2 separate regions of the Drosophila melanogaster genome follow, and region 1 is linked to region 2. A link is a contact called in public Micro-C data. All regions are on one chromosome and are shown on one strand. The core of a region is the stretch at or near the end of the contact, and the rest is flanking DNA. Distances in the headings are between cores, read along the strand shown. Region 1 has its middle 25 kb from the start of lncRNA:CR45336. Region 2 holds the start of CG34393.

What was found. Hi-C and Micro-C count contacts between places; a contact is called where the count stands out from the background.
Region 1: a contact with region 2 is called in a Micro-C map of syncytial blastoderm embryo. A contact is called at or near these places in 52 of 107 Hi-C or Micro-C datasets (the Clone 8 cell line, the D17-c3 cell line, the Kc167 cell line and 22 more).

The regions. Positions count from the first base shown.
Region 1 is chr2L:3,231,850-3,239,212 of dm6, reverse strand. No RefSeq gene overlaps it. Among named protein-coding and RNA genes, the nearest start is that of lncRNA:CR45336, 25 kb to the right of the region's middle.
Region 2 is chr2L:3,195,982-3,202,855 of dm6, reverse strand. It overlaps CG34393, which reads left to right and starts at 2,360. Exons shown (of 13, transcript NM_001298649.1): 1 at 2,360-2,386.

The DNA of each region.
Region 1 (7,363 bases), core at 4,158-6,657, 33 kb before region 2:
GAAAAAATGATAAAAAATTATTTTTCCGATTTCAACCGAAAAATGATAGGAGTTGTTAGTCTACGTCATTAGCTATTCAAAACAGTAAAAATATTGATTGTGAGACAATTTTAAGCCAAGTTAGGACATATAATGCCAGAGAATGAGTTGAACTTTTCCATAACTTTTCAAAAATGCTTGAAATTGGGAATGCCATATCTCGTTGAATCGAATCGGCTTTAATCGAACATAAAAAAGGTGGAAGCCGTTAAACGCCTAAATCCAAGCAGAGGACCTGCAATACTTAGCAAGTGCGAAAAAACTCGCTGAATCCGATTTGAAATTGTTGGGCTCAGCGAAAAAACAAGACTGCAAACGCAACTGCATTCCGCCACTTGTATTGTGTTCACTCGATTTGCGATTCATTCGACAGCTATGTTCAACATCAAATATATTTATCTTAAATATTAAATATACGTATTTAAAGACACCTTTGAGAGAATGCACATTAGGAAGGTAATAAAGTTTTATATGTTATATTCCCTTTAAACACGGCCACTGCTACTATTTTGGCCATAGCTGTAGGTGTCGGATGCGTCGGCGAATATTTGCATGGCCAGCAGAAGTGGGCAGCTGTCATGGCATGGCATCTCGCAGGACAATGAGAGTAGACCAAGGCGTGCATTTCGAATGCTTCCCCGAATTGCCTTTTGCGGCACGCTTTCCGCTCTTCGAAGTTTTCCGAGCTTGCCACCAGCGCACAGAACTTGCTTCGCCTTCCTTTTTTTTTTCGCCCACTTGCTGGTCAAACAACTGGCATAGATAAGTGGCGAACTCTGGGTGGCAATTAGGGAACTATCGCTGCACCTGCGTCTAGCTAGCCAATTAGCGCTGTTTATGCCCACGCAATTAACAAGCCTGTTAACGTCACATACACACACACACACATTGTCAACCTTTGACGCACACAAGCACACTCTCTTGAGCTGGGCAAACAAAATGTGAGTGAGTAATTGACGCTTTAATAAGTGCCACTCGACGGGTTGCAAGCGCCACGTGCCCCGCGCTTTATGCAAAGAAAAGCCTGTTGGGAGGAGACATACCTTGTTTTTTGATAGCTGCAACTTTATGATTTTTCAAAATATTTAAATTCCTTCAACTGCTAAAGAGAATGGTGAAAGCTAGAAAGGTTTTCTTATTTTTATGTTTTTATTTTCTTGTGCCCCATTTAATCCCACGGTGTATATCAAGCCCAAGTCGCTTTCCCTCGCCAAGGGGTTGAGTACATATATACCAGCGTATACAAAAGGATATCACTTTGGAATTGTCAGCTGGCTGCGTCGGCAAATTAAATTATGTTGACACAATACAAAAGCTGGGTAACGTATTGTTCGACTGGCACACGCTGCGTATGCGTAATTTAAGCATATAAATGTTTACCCTGCTGACAATGCTCAGGTAGCTCACCTCATCCACTTTAAATGTCTGCCCGAGGAACACCTGTGCCCTCGTCGAGGTGCCCTAAAAAATGGACAGTGCTCCGGAGGCTGACAGGCCAGTCGACATTGACAGACTGACAGCAACAGGATGACTTCCTGCCATGCCGGTTAATGCTGTCTGCAACTAAAGATAAGCAGCAGAACTGTAGAGGATTGAAGCAAAGTGAATATTAAGGTTAAATGGAGCGAATCAGGCTAACAGCATCAGTCTTAAGCCAGAAAGAAGCTGGAAAAAGTTCCATTTAAATGTGCTTATCTTTCGATTGCACTAGTATCATACTGCTAAAAAAAGATAAAAATAAATTAATCTAGATTCTGATTTGAAACTATAAATAATTATGTAGAAATAGGAAAATATTTACTGTTTTAAATACTTGTCAAAATAAATAGGGCGTAAAATAAACATGGGAACACAGTCAACATTTTCATGTTAATGAGCCCCAAAACAAATACGAAATAATTTTGCAATTGGTGGCACGAAACTCGCATGAAAATTGCCGTGCAACAGCAATTTTTTCCAGGGAAATCGACAGAGCTTTCATTTGTGCCAACACATTTCCTCAAGCCGTCGAACAGGACCTCATAAATATGAAACGAGTTGGCGGAGGGGAAAAAATATATTTGCGATCTGAGTGGATATTTGCTGGCGCAACGTGAGCAACTAGACAAATAAGCTGGTTATGAAAACACAGATGTAGACTGCCACCGAAACGCATTTATATTCAGAGTCCTCGCACTCCGCTGAACTCACATATCGATACGATGCCATTTGTTGTGCGTCCGTGCTCCGATTGATTTTGGGTTTTGTTTTTATGCCCGACGTCTGACAATGCGCGCAGCATTCACACGCTCGATTAACCTCCGAGGATAATACTCATAATCGGAGCAGGGGCCAAAAGGACACGTCCTTAAAAACAACAATCAAAAGAAGCGCATATATTGTATCGCACAAATATTTAATGTGCGTAATGAGATTGCCTGGCATAAGCATCCTTGAGTCCTGAAGTACCTGCACTTTAAAATGTATCTTTAATACTATCTGACCGACTTGGCACATTCATTTATGTGGAGTATATCATTTATCACAATATGTCAAGCTGTCGCTGAAAAACGCCGCACATTCGACAATTTTTTGGGCTGCAGGACTCGAAGTGGAATGGGGAAAACAACTCCATCACAGTCGAAAACAAAACTTTAAAATGCAAATGCACTTTCTGAGCGATGCATATAATTATGACTGCTCGCCGCTCAAATCGTAATTTAAAATCGTTGGATCGCTCAACTGAGGCGGAATAAATAGAGATATGTGTATGTACGTGCACATAAATGGGAAGTGGGGGCCGAAATATGGACCAATCAACGCCATCATCAATTTTCAAAGAGTATAGACATGGAGCCCCTATCCATTTATCCGACACCTCGAATGTGTGCGTTTCCGCATGCGAAAACAAACAGTGTTTGCCGGAATGAAACTGAGTAAAAAAAATAAAATCAAACATCAAAACCAATATATCTAGGTAATTCCACTTGCCTCGAGCGGAGAATTTAGTGCGTTCACTGCAAATGGCATTCGAAATTATGATGCACCGAGCAGCCAATGCTGGCCATAGTTTAATAGTTTCAGTTGATTGAACTTACAAGTATTGCACATTGATTTGATTAAAATTAATTAAGCGCACTGGCAAGTAGTTCAAGACGTTTTTTTTTACCACTGCAGACAATAGGCAAACTTTAAGATTTAGTTTAAAACACACGTTGATTGTTATGAAAATCTCACTACCGTAATTGGCAGTGGTTTCCGGAGCAGCTTTGCACAGCAGCAATTAAAATTCTATTACCATTCTAACGTCCTTACTTTAACCTAGGAATTTATAAAGTTTGCAAAGCTAAAGATAAACAAAACATTTTACTGAGCTGCAGAGGACTTCTCACGACTTAAAGCTATCTAAAAAGGTTGAGTTTCGACACAAAGCTGAATATTGAAATACACTCTTTACTGCATACTTTTCGACTAAATAATTACAAAACCTCGTGGATTTAAGTAATTTATATTCTATATTCTCTATTCTAACATGCAGCCGAGAAAACTCTCGCACACTCTGATACCCTGGCATAAATATTCATGCGACCAATAGTTTTTGTCAAGTTGTGCAGGAGTGTGAAAAATTTATGAATAATTCCAGGCCAACAAGACAGAGCGGATATTTGATCAGAATGAAAGGACTAATTTCGCTCAGGGCGAAAGCTTTCAACCTTCCGACATTGTCTTGCTTAAATTGTGTTTATTGGTTTTGAAACAAATTGATTGCCTGACTGGCGTTTCGGAATAATGGAAAATCTTGACTGGGCAATAAGGCCAACCGGCTCAAGCAGAGAGCACACAGAAGTACCATTCTTTCAGCCATAGATTTGTGCCATTTTCCCAGCAAATATCACTGGGATTCGGTGCCAGGAGGAGCAGGAGAAACACACACAGTGGCCCCAGTTAGGCTCTGCATAAACACTTGTTTAGCCCGAAGTGCATTTGTTTGCCATGCCGATACCAGTGGAAAAACTCAGTGGGGGAAAGCAGGAGGAAAGCGGATGGAGCTTTTCCAGCCAGACAAAGTTAGTGACATGCTCGCTTTTATTTATTTCTTCTGGCGAGCCGGAGGACTCGCACCCCAAACTGAAAATCCAAACCCAAATTCGAGCTCGGAACTCTCGAACTTTGCTCGGTCAGCGGCAGTCGAAATGTTCATTAAAATGCAATTGAACTTTTGCCCCGACGCATGACGAGCTGCAGCGCCAGTTGCATTCGAGTTTCAATTACTCGAATGCCACCTGGGGAAATGGGACAAAATCGCATTAAAGTCAGCTCCGGATGAATGATGATTTTGTGGCCATTTTGATGCTGCTGCAGCGCCGTAAAAAAGTTTGCAGCTCGCTGGCCAATTCGCCGGCGTTTCAATTTCTTTCTTTCGTTCGAAAACTTTGCCCCGGCTTGTCTTAATGACTTTGAAATTGTTGGTCATGTGTTGCTGTGGCCGTGGAGCACCTCGACGTGGCCAGGATGCCACAGGAATCTCAACCGCAACAGGCACGTTTACTCCTTGGCTGCCAGTGCATCCACTGCACCACAATGATCTCAATTTACGTGATGGCCGCCCTTCAATGCTCTTGATTGCAACCGAGTTTTCTTTAACTTTTCCGCCAACCAATCGACATTAGGCAGCTGCCAGCCAGTCGATCGGTTCTGCCCAATTTTCTAGCCAAATCTGACTATTTGAAAAGCCCTTTATGATATATTTTATAAATAGTAAAACTTTTATTATGTTTTTTTTAAACCTATAAGTAATAGTTGCAATAGTTGTTGTAGACACTTTTATATCCTATTTCCAAACCTTGGTTTTTTCTGTTGTTTCACAGATTTAGCGAGTTTTTGTAATCCTATGTGGTCAGCACCACAGGTGATAGATACCTGAGTGAGTGGGTGGGTGAATGGGAAAGCTTTTAGCGACTCCAGTGACGAGGATTGAGGCCGAAACGTTAGATGGCGTTGGCTGCCGGCCATGTGTCAAGTATTACGCATACGCAACGTGTGACACGGTCGAGCAGAAAGCCATCAAATCATAATTGAGGCGCCCCGGCTGTCCATCAATAAAGTCAACCAAGAGAGTGACGATGACGATGACGATCGACCAAATGACAGGTGAAACCCGAACGGATCCGGATAAGTGCAGTAATAAAAGTGAGAAATTATTGATGCACTTTACCGGAGTGGGTTAAAAAACAGTGTGAGTTACCTGCCACTTAACAAGAGATTCAACTTTAAATGAAAGCAATCAGGTAAGGGTCACTTCGCTTGGGTGAAGACAGAAGCACAAGGGAAGGGTTGTGCATAAATTTCGGTTGATGGGTCTTGAATATCTCAAATGGCTTTATTGAAGGTCTTTACCTAATTACGTACTGGTATTGTAGGCTGTTCTTCCACAACAGCTGTCACAATTATTTGACACTCAACTGCTAAATTGAAGGGAATTCCTTTGAACCCACAACAAAATGAGACAAGTGTTTCGTTATTGTCACAGTATTATTTACCCACTCCGGGGTCTTTGTTTAAGGCTACACAAAACAAATACTCCGTGACACGTTATGTAATTCATATTTTTTCATCACAGCGCCGTTTTTATGCCACGTTGTTTGGCCAACGCGGCCATTAATATAAATATTCAAGTGCTTACACAGAGTGGCATGTCATCAGAAATTTAATTAAAAATGCTGGAGAATTCTTAAATCCGTGCATGTTTCTAACATCTTTTGCTGCTGCTCCTTGCAGCTACTTTTCGTGCTCGAAAAGATGCACATGCAAATCTCGGAAAGTGTCAAAGAAAACGCTGAAAGGACTGAAAGTCTAAAAGGAAACACAAAACTTAATTGGCAGGAAAACTAGCAGGCTAGCACGTCAAAGAACAAGATAAGCTGGACAAAAAAGGCCAACGAATTTAGGGTTTTCCTTACAGAACAAGGAACTCAAAAGCTGCGACAGTTTTGGGTAATCTGGCACTCGCTTAATATCAAACCGAAAATTGTTATGAAAATGGCAGTTGCAAAAAGATGGTTACAAAAAATAGTGACCCAAAATGGTAAAAAACAAAAAACATGGAAAAACACGAAATGAGAGCAGCGACAGAGTTGTCAACTTTTGCGCACACATAACCGGCGGCTAAAATCACACAAACAGATGGGTACATGTGTGCTCCTAATACGAACATTGGGCGAGGACACGTAATCAGGATTAAAACATAAATTTTAATTAAAATCCCAGCCACAGTCTTGGCGCTCTTGCTTGTCAAATTTGGAGGGGAAATAAGCGTTTGCCGAACTAGAAATTGTGATGTGGTGGGGGGGTGGGAATTCATTTACATAAAATGTACATTTTGATTACAATTATGAAGACAAGATTACGACGGTTATATTTTCACAGCGATTACAAAAATAAATAAGCCCGAATTAATGCCAAAATCCGTGGCAGATATGTAGCAAAAGAATGCCCGAAACCAGACGGACCAATATTATGATTGCGTCCTCTCCCAGACGCCTCGCCCCCAATGTTTCCATGAACAGACACTCCATAAATATTGGTCTACTTTCGGGGCAAAACCAATACAGCCTACCGTCCAGACAGTCGTCGATTTAATTCGATTTATGGAATAAGAAGATCTTAATGTAAACACTCTGGCGAATGCAAATTAGAACAAATAAATTTGGCAAACAAATTGCAAACAAATTATGGCCACAATAATTCTCGTAATAATGGCAACAAAATCAACTTGCCGAAGGACACGCGTTCAGCTAAAACGAATTTACAAATTGATTGCGCTAATTTCGTGGAGATGGCCATTAAATTTAGATGGAAATGCGGCGAAAGAAAGTTGCGTAAAATAAATGTTCCAAATCGATTTATGGCTGACTGTTACTGAATTTGTAATACTAGAATTTAGCTTGCATTTTTATTTCTAGATAAAAATTTAGAATAATTAGAATATTTATTTTGCCTACGCAAATATCTAAAAATGCTATATTCTCTTGACACACAGTAGACATTTAAAATTCTCGTCCATTGTGGACTCGGAGCAACTTTAATTACAGGACCTCCAGCTGTAACTAAACACCAAACAGTCTGAGCTGAATACCCATTCCGTCCACAGGCGACAGTCATTGCTCTTAACACCTGATTCAAGGATACTGCCACTTAGCCACTTGTTTGTGTAGTCCTCGGACGAAATCCGAACGTGGAGAAGGTGTTTGTGGCGACTGAGTAAACAACGTTATCAGTTACACCTGGGGCTTGGGGCTTCTATGGGGGCTACCATGGCGGTGGACAGTGGGATTCTTTTCGCACA
Region 2 (6,874 bases), core at 1,111-3,610:
CCAACTGCGTTTTGAGACTTTATTAACTACATCAGAAGTAATTGGAATTCTAATTAACTACAGCATCTCACAACCATATTTCGCTAGTACCATGAAGTGAGTATATTATTTTATTGAAGTGTATACTTAATAGTATAACCATTTCACTTCGAAAGAGTATTTAACAAAAACAATTATCTTTTAAATTGCTTTTAATGAGTTTCATTCGAACGGATCGCTTTTTTCCAGCATCGCAGCATGTCAGGTGGATTTTGGTTTTGTGGCCATGTTGCGCAGGACATCCGTAGGGAGATAAGCCCATTTAAAATGCATCCCATTGCCAAGTGACCCCGGGCAAGGGTCAGGGGTCACTAAGCCGGGCCTTGAGCTACGTGATGCTGTTCCAGCTCGCTCGTAAAATCTGTGCACACATAAAACTTAAGCAAACACACAGCTTGAGCTGCTTTATTTTCGGGTGAGCTGTGCGTGTGTGTGTGTGTGTTTCCTTTAGCCCCGATTCTTTTGGTTATAAAACTTCCAGTCGAAATAAAAGGGTCAACATTGTGATTTTATGTGTGCGGAGCAGCAGCAGGAGCAGCAGGAGCAGCAGAAGTAGCAGAAGCAGCGTTTCCGTTTCCGCTCCTGGCCTGCCGAACTACAACTTACTTAGCGCACACACAAAGTGAAGTGTAACATGATATGTTGACATGTGTGGGTGCGTAATTCAATAGCTAGCTTGAGTATTTGAAGTGCTGTGGTGCGTAAAGATGTGGAGTCCGAAAGCCCAACCAGCGAACTACCCCAACACCCAACCACCAACCCACTCGACCATCTTTCAACTTGGCTCTTAGTGTCAGTCATGGTGGATTAAGCAATCGAAATTGGATTAGACGGAGTCTTCCCACTCAGTCCGTCCAGCAGCTTCAATTTGCATGTGTCGGTAATCCCGCTATCTCAGCCAACCAACTGACATGTCATTCCGCAGGCTTATAGCCAAGTAACCCCGCCCCTCACAAGTGCAAGTCCAAGTCCTTCGGCAACTGCACTTTGCTGGCCCTGAGGTAAACAGAAAGCTCTCTTGCAGCTGGCAAATAAATTAATGTTGCCTCCTGAGTTCGAGTTCAATAAATTATGGACCTGCACGAAAACACGCCACTCAGCGAAAGAATGGGTAAGATTTCACTTTTAAGCAATTTCCACAGATATCTTAATATTTCCAAATGGCTTACAAGTGCGCAGTAAAATAAACTCCCTTTTTGGCGATTTTAAAATGTATTGTATTACTTGATTGTAAAACTTTAGAGTGCATATTTTGTACATGTGCTCCATTCATCGATTTGTCTTCGCATGGATAACAAGTGTAAGGAACATAAATACCATTCAAGATGTTGCCAAGCGACCGCAGGAATAAAAGTAAAAGAAGTTAGTAAAGTTGCGCACTTCGATTTGGCCAGAGGTAACTGAAGCAGCCGCAGAACACGGCCAAGTATCGAGAAAGCGTTTAAAAAGTTCACGAACGAAAACATTTAACATTTGGCCAGGCCAAAAATAAAAGGCACAAAAACTTTCCCAAAACTTGGCCACAAGAGAGCAAACATTAGGTTAGACAATGGATTGCCAATTCAAGTAACCGATCCGGTTGATTGTGGAACGTCAGGTTGAAAAACACGAGTTAGTGACACTACAAAGTGGTGAGATACTTTGTTAGATTCCAAAAGGATTCCATTAAACGAACTACCATACTTTGAAATAAGAAAATGTCAAGCTTTAAACTTGTTGCTCTTTGCAAGCACACCATGTGCTAAATAGTAAACTCAGCCACAAGGAGAAATTTTCACACACGGTTTCCTTATCAAAACCCGCCCAACATTTGGTCCTCGTGAATATGGTTTTCAGCTGTTTCCCAGCATTTTGCTAATTGGCGCAGAGACAAAAAGCTTGCGGATATCTTACACTGAGAACACACAGAATTTCATTAATTTAAGAGTCGACCATGCGACTGCACTTAATCCACACGGCACATTTTATAAATGAATTAAAATTCCCAGCAAACATTTAAACTTGCCAAAGCGGCCGACAAAAAGTCGCATTGGGTGAGGGGTGGGGATCTGAGCGAACATTTTTGGTAGGAATATAAAATTTAAGCCACTACTTAAAAGTTTCGCCTTTGCATCGCAAAGTTAGCCCGGCATCAAAACTCAAACTCGCAGTGACCTCAAAAATTGCTGGCCAAGGGCCGAGCCGAGGTGTGTTTGTGCCAGTCCTAAATGCTGCTGACCCCAAGGCAAAGTTAGAAGACTCAATAAAATTTTCAAATTGATTTCGCTAATTTGTTGTGTGAACTTTTGCTACTGGCCTAGACGATTTTTCTGCATCCACACATTCGACTCGATCCACGCCCACAATCGTAAGTATTTTCCACAGACAAATAGCAGGAAAAAACCACTGCCAGACGTTTGACAACGCAGCTGAGTAAGCACAGATATCAGTTACCATGGGATGTTTCAGGGTCCTAGATAAAACTCCCTTGCCACCGCCCCACGTCCACCCATCAAGTAGATGAGCTCCCATTTACATGGCACGCTTCTAAATTCTTTTAGGTGTTATGCTGGCCATATGAGCCCGGCTAATTAAAGCAATGCGATGGTGGAGTGCTGTTAACATGACAAGCAATTTGTTGCGCAGGATAATGTGGGGCAGTGTGGAAGCTGAGTTGCAAGAATATGTGGCACTCGAGTATGTGTTGTCACAATCTAAAGGCATTATTTGATAAAGCCACCAACACTTTCAGGGGCTTGAATACCCAACCTTTTTTGGATTTAAAGAAACCCTTTGGTTATTAAAATATCCAACCTTGAGATATTTTATTCTAAAAGTATGCAGCATGTTTACCAAGCACAGAAAACACAAAATCTTAAATTGAAAAAAAAGTATTTTAAATAATTTAATTGTATGTATTACTGTTCGCTTTATTTAAAAAACGTGGAAGTTGTGTTAGTTCCACAGAAGCCGCGTTCCCCAATTCTTCTAGCCACTTGCAACATGTTCGATGACACAGGTCCTGTTCAGCGCTCCCATAAAATTTCCCTTCGAACAGTTTCAGGACACTGTTACGTTGAGCCAAAAACAGTCGAACCTCGCTTAACATGCCTTCGAAGTTGGCACTCCACTTCAGTTCGTCGTGGATTCTGTAAGTGTGCGGTTCTGAGATCGGATTTATCAGTGCGGCCACAGATTTGGGCATTTAAAAGAAACCAACAAATAATAGTTAAATAATCAAGTGATAAGAGAAATATCAACAAATATTTGAAATAGTAAAAAAAAAGTAATGTGCGAATAGCTCACAGAGCGAGATCTGATTAAATTGTTAACCCTTGAATACTTAGTTACCAAATCCCTCCCTCCATTTTTCTAATGGATAGATAGTTGATCGGACAATACCACACCCATCCATTGGATTCAGCGCTCTTGTAATTCAGAGGAAGCAATTGGAGCAGCGATTTCTTAGCCAAAAAATCAATAAATATGAATTTAAATTGCTGAAACTGAAACTGTGCTTCGGGGGGCATCAATAAGCAATATCGCATATGGTTCCAGCCGACTGGCTGCCCCAGTAAGTATGCAACGTTCGATTAACTTGTAATTTCAGCCTCTCCCAATCACACACACACACACGCACGCATAAATGGCGAGGCATTTCACTCGCTTAAAATTCATGCGATAAAAAGGAGCAAAAAGAAGCAAAAATTGGCAAACGCAGCAATGCGTCGCTTCGCAAAAATCATGCATAATTTATGTGTTCCCGTAACCGTTACTGTTACTGTTACATTGCCGGTTAATGTCGATAATGTCCGGGTGCCTCATTGCCTCCGATATGCCAATATATGCGCGCGTCAATATACATATGTATGCGGTGGCCATTTGGCCAACAGTTTGTTCACCGTTTTCGGGCCGGTTGGAGGCCTTTATTAACCCGCCTCTGCGTGCGCCATTGCAGTTGGCTTAAACTGCTCATTTCCGGACTCGGACAGCGACTGCCATTTACTTATGCCTGTTTAACAATAATGCATTCTCGATTAATGCCACCCACGAAGCTCTGGCTGGCGGGAAAATCCTTGGCTTCAACTGCAATCGCGTAATGGAGAATCATTAATTGATGGAATATCTGGCACGCATCCGAGCAGATACATCCTGTAATTAAGTTTCCCCACTGCGAGAGCTCAGAAATGTCCCTGCCTCCTTTATGGTATTGCCAATACATCAGCAGAGTGGAAGAATTCCTGTTGATATGGAAGAAATATCGAAGGTATCCCATTTATATCGAATCGATCCAAGTCCATCCAATTCGTATCAGCTATAATTCGGCTCGTCGCAAAAATTTCCACCAACTCTCAGCTGCATTTGCATAAGCAGAACCCAAGGAAAATGCCATCGGAAAACCCTATCGTCAATTTGTCAATTGTCTTGGCAGTGCAGTTGCCAACATTTCGGCGAAAAAGATTGATGATGATGCCAAAATACTTTTAGACTTTGAGCCGATTTCCCTGACTTTTTTTCGTCAGCTGCCATAAAAATGTGAAGAGCAGATAAAAAATCAAAAAAAAAAATGAGAGCGAGAATAATTTGCATGGATTAGGTTTATTGCGGTTGCCTGGTGGATGCGGTGATTGCAATAAATTGCCTGATAAAACAATTCAAAAGTCATTAAATTGGCTTTCTTGTCGCTGGCATTGCATTAATTTTGGACATCGCCAGAATTTAGGGCGCTGACCCAAATGCATTTTTTATGCTCCGCCATCGAAAGTCGAAGTAATTTAATTTCGGTTTTCCTCCTGCGCCACTTTTATGACACACAAAGCCATGGCGTTGACAGTTTTCTTGTCGTTTTTTTATTTCAGTTTTTTTTTTTCGCTTTGAGGCTTTTCTCACATTTAAGCTGTTCCTAGTGAAAATCGGCAGACAGGCGGAAAAGTTGTGAGTCGAGTTGGAAAACGAAGGGAAGGAAAAATCAAGTGAAAAGCGCTTTTTTAACTTTGCCTTCGTTAAAACCTTACAAATGGCGCCAAGTTTACAAGCCCAGAGACAATGTCAATGTAATTTGAAGGCAGCTTTTATTAGCACACGTTTCTGTCCGCAGACAAAAGCGTGAAAAATGCTAATTAAATCTAATGTAAATACTGAATGCCCTTCGAGGAACAAAAGAAAATTCTTCTGAACAGCAAGGAAAATAGCTGAAAAGTTCCTTCATATTCAAGCACTTTGAGATCCAAATTACTTTTGTGGAGAAACTTCTACTAAATGAATTATAAAGTGCTCGGCTGAGAACTAATTCAATAGAAAAATTGTTATTTTTACTACTTGGCCTTAAAAAATGTTGTGAGCGTCAAGTGTTAAATATAGTTAATTTTTAAATAACATAGGACCATTTTTTTTAATTTTTTGAAATATATAAGTTTAGTAGCATAAATAAGCACAAAAATTGTTTTGTAAATAAAAAGTTAATATATCAAATTCTACTGTTATGGGATTCCCTTTTTTAAAAGTGATAATTAATAACTTTTATTTACTTAAGCTATTTTCTTACAGCTGTTGAGTAAAAAAGAGTGGCAAAATCAATTTTATACAGCAATTATGTAAGCCTATCAAAATCGCATATATTCCGTAACAAAAAACTATCATTACAAATCAAAAGTTGTAAGTAAATAGATAAATGGATACCAAAGCATTTAATCGAAAATTCCCATTGCTGGGCAAATGCAATAAAGTGATAAATATGGCAAATCAATGGTTTTTTCCAATTCGCTGGGTCTATGCAAAAAGCAATAAATAACAACAACAACTAGAAATAAAGCAAAGCATAATTGATTTTAAATCCCGGGCAAAATTAAAAAATTGAGAGCAAACTACAAAAAACAAGAGAAGTGAGAGTAAACAAAATAGCAAAACATTCAAATAGAACGTTAATGGAAAATGGGGAAATGTAAATAAACCATTTAAATTGCGGAGCAAAATAGTTATATAAAACGATTTACCATGACTTAATTATATAATCAGGCAAAACATAGAAATCTAAAAAAAAAGCTGGCATAATTTAAAAAAGAAAACTCGATTTAAATTCAAAACAAAAATTCGGAATATAAAATGATAATAACATCCTAAACTTAATATTTCAAACAAAGGAAACTTAATTCAAAGCGAAAATAACTTGACCAAGATGAAGTTCTAAAAATGCAAAAGCATTGAAGATTCCCGCTCCTGGATTTTACACCAGTCTGCGGTTTCTTCTTGGCTAAAAGTGCTTAGCCAAAAGCAACGCAAATTTGTTATCACTTTCTTGTTAGCTGATTGTTGTTGTTTGTTTGCCGCTCGCTGTTTGCACTGCCAGTGCTGCTTGTTGACAACGGCGACAACGACAACGACATCACTTTATTTTTATCAGTTTTATGCTAATAGATTCGAGGACACTTGCAGCAGCTGCTCCTTGGGGTTCCGAATCGACGCCATCGACCAGGATGAGGGCCAAAACCGTGACTTGTTTGGTGACTCTTTGGTGGCCAAAAGTTGAGTTGAGACTGGCGTTAAAATATGCAAAATATTCACGATGCCAACATTCGCAATAATGTTTAACAGGCAAACTTGCGTACAATGGCATTCGCTCGCCCGCAGTGCCCACTTGAGCCGCAAACCAATTTATTTCTGAGCAAAAACACCAGCCTGCCTGCCATCACCAGCTGCATTCTGCTCTAATTATATTATTAATAATTAAGCTTGTCCTGCGGTCGAGAGCAAGCAGGGCAACCAACAAGAATCTTTGCGGTCCTGCCACAGAGTAAACGAAAGACGAATTATTCTTGAATCTGTGATAATGACGCCTGGCCAAAAGGATATGTTGTGT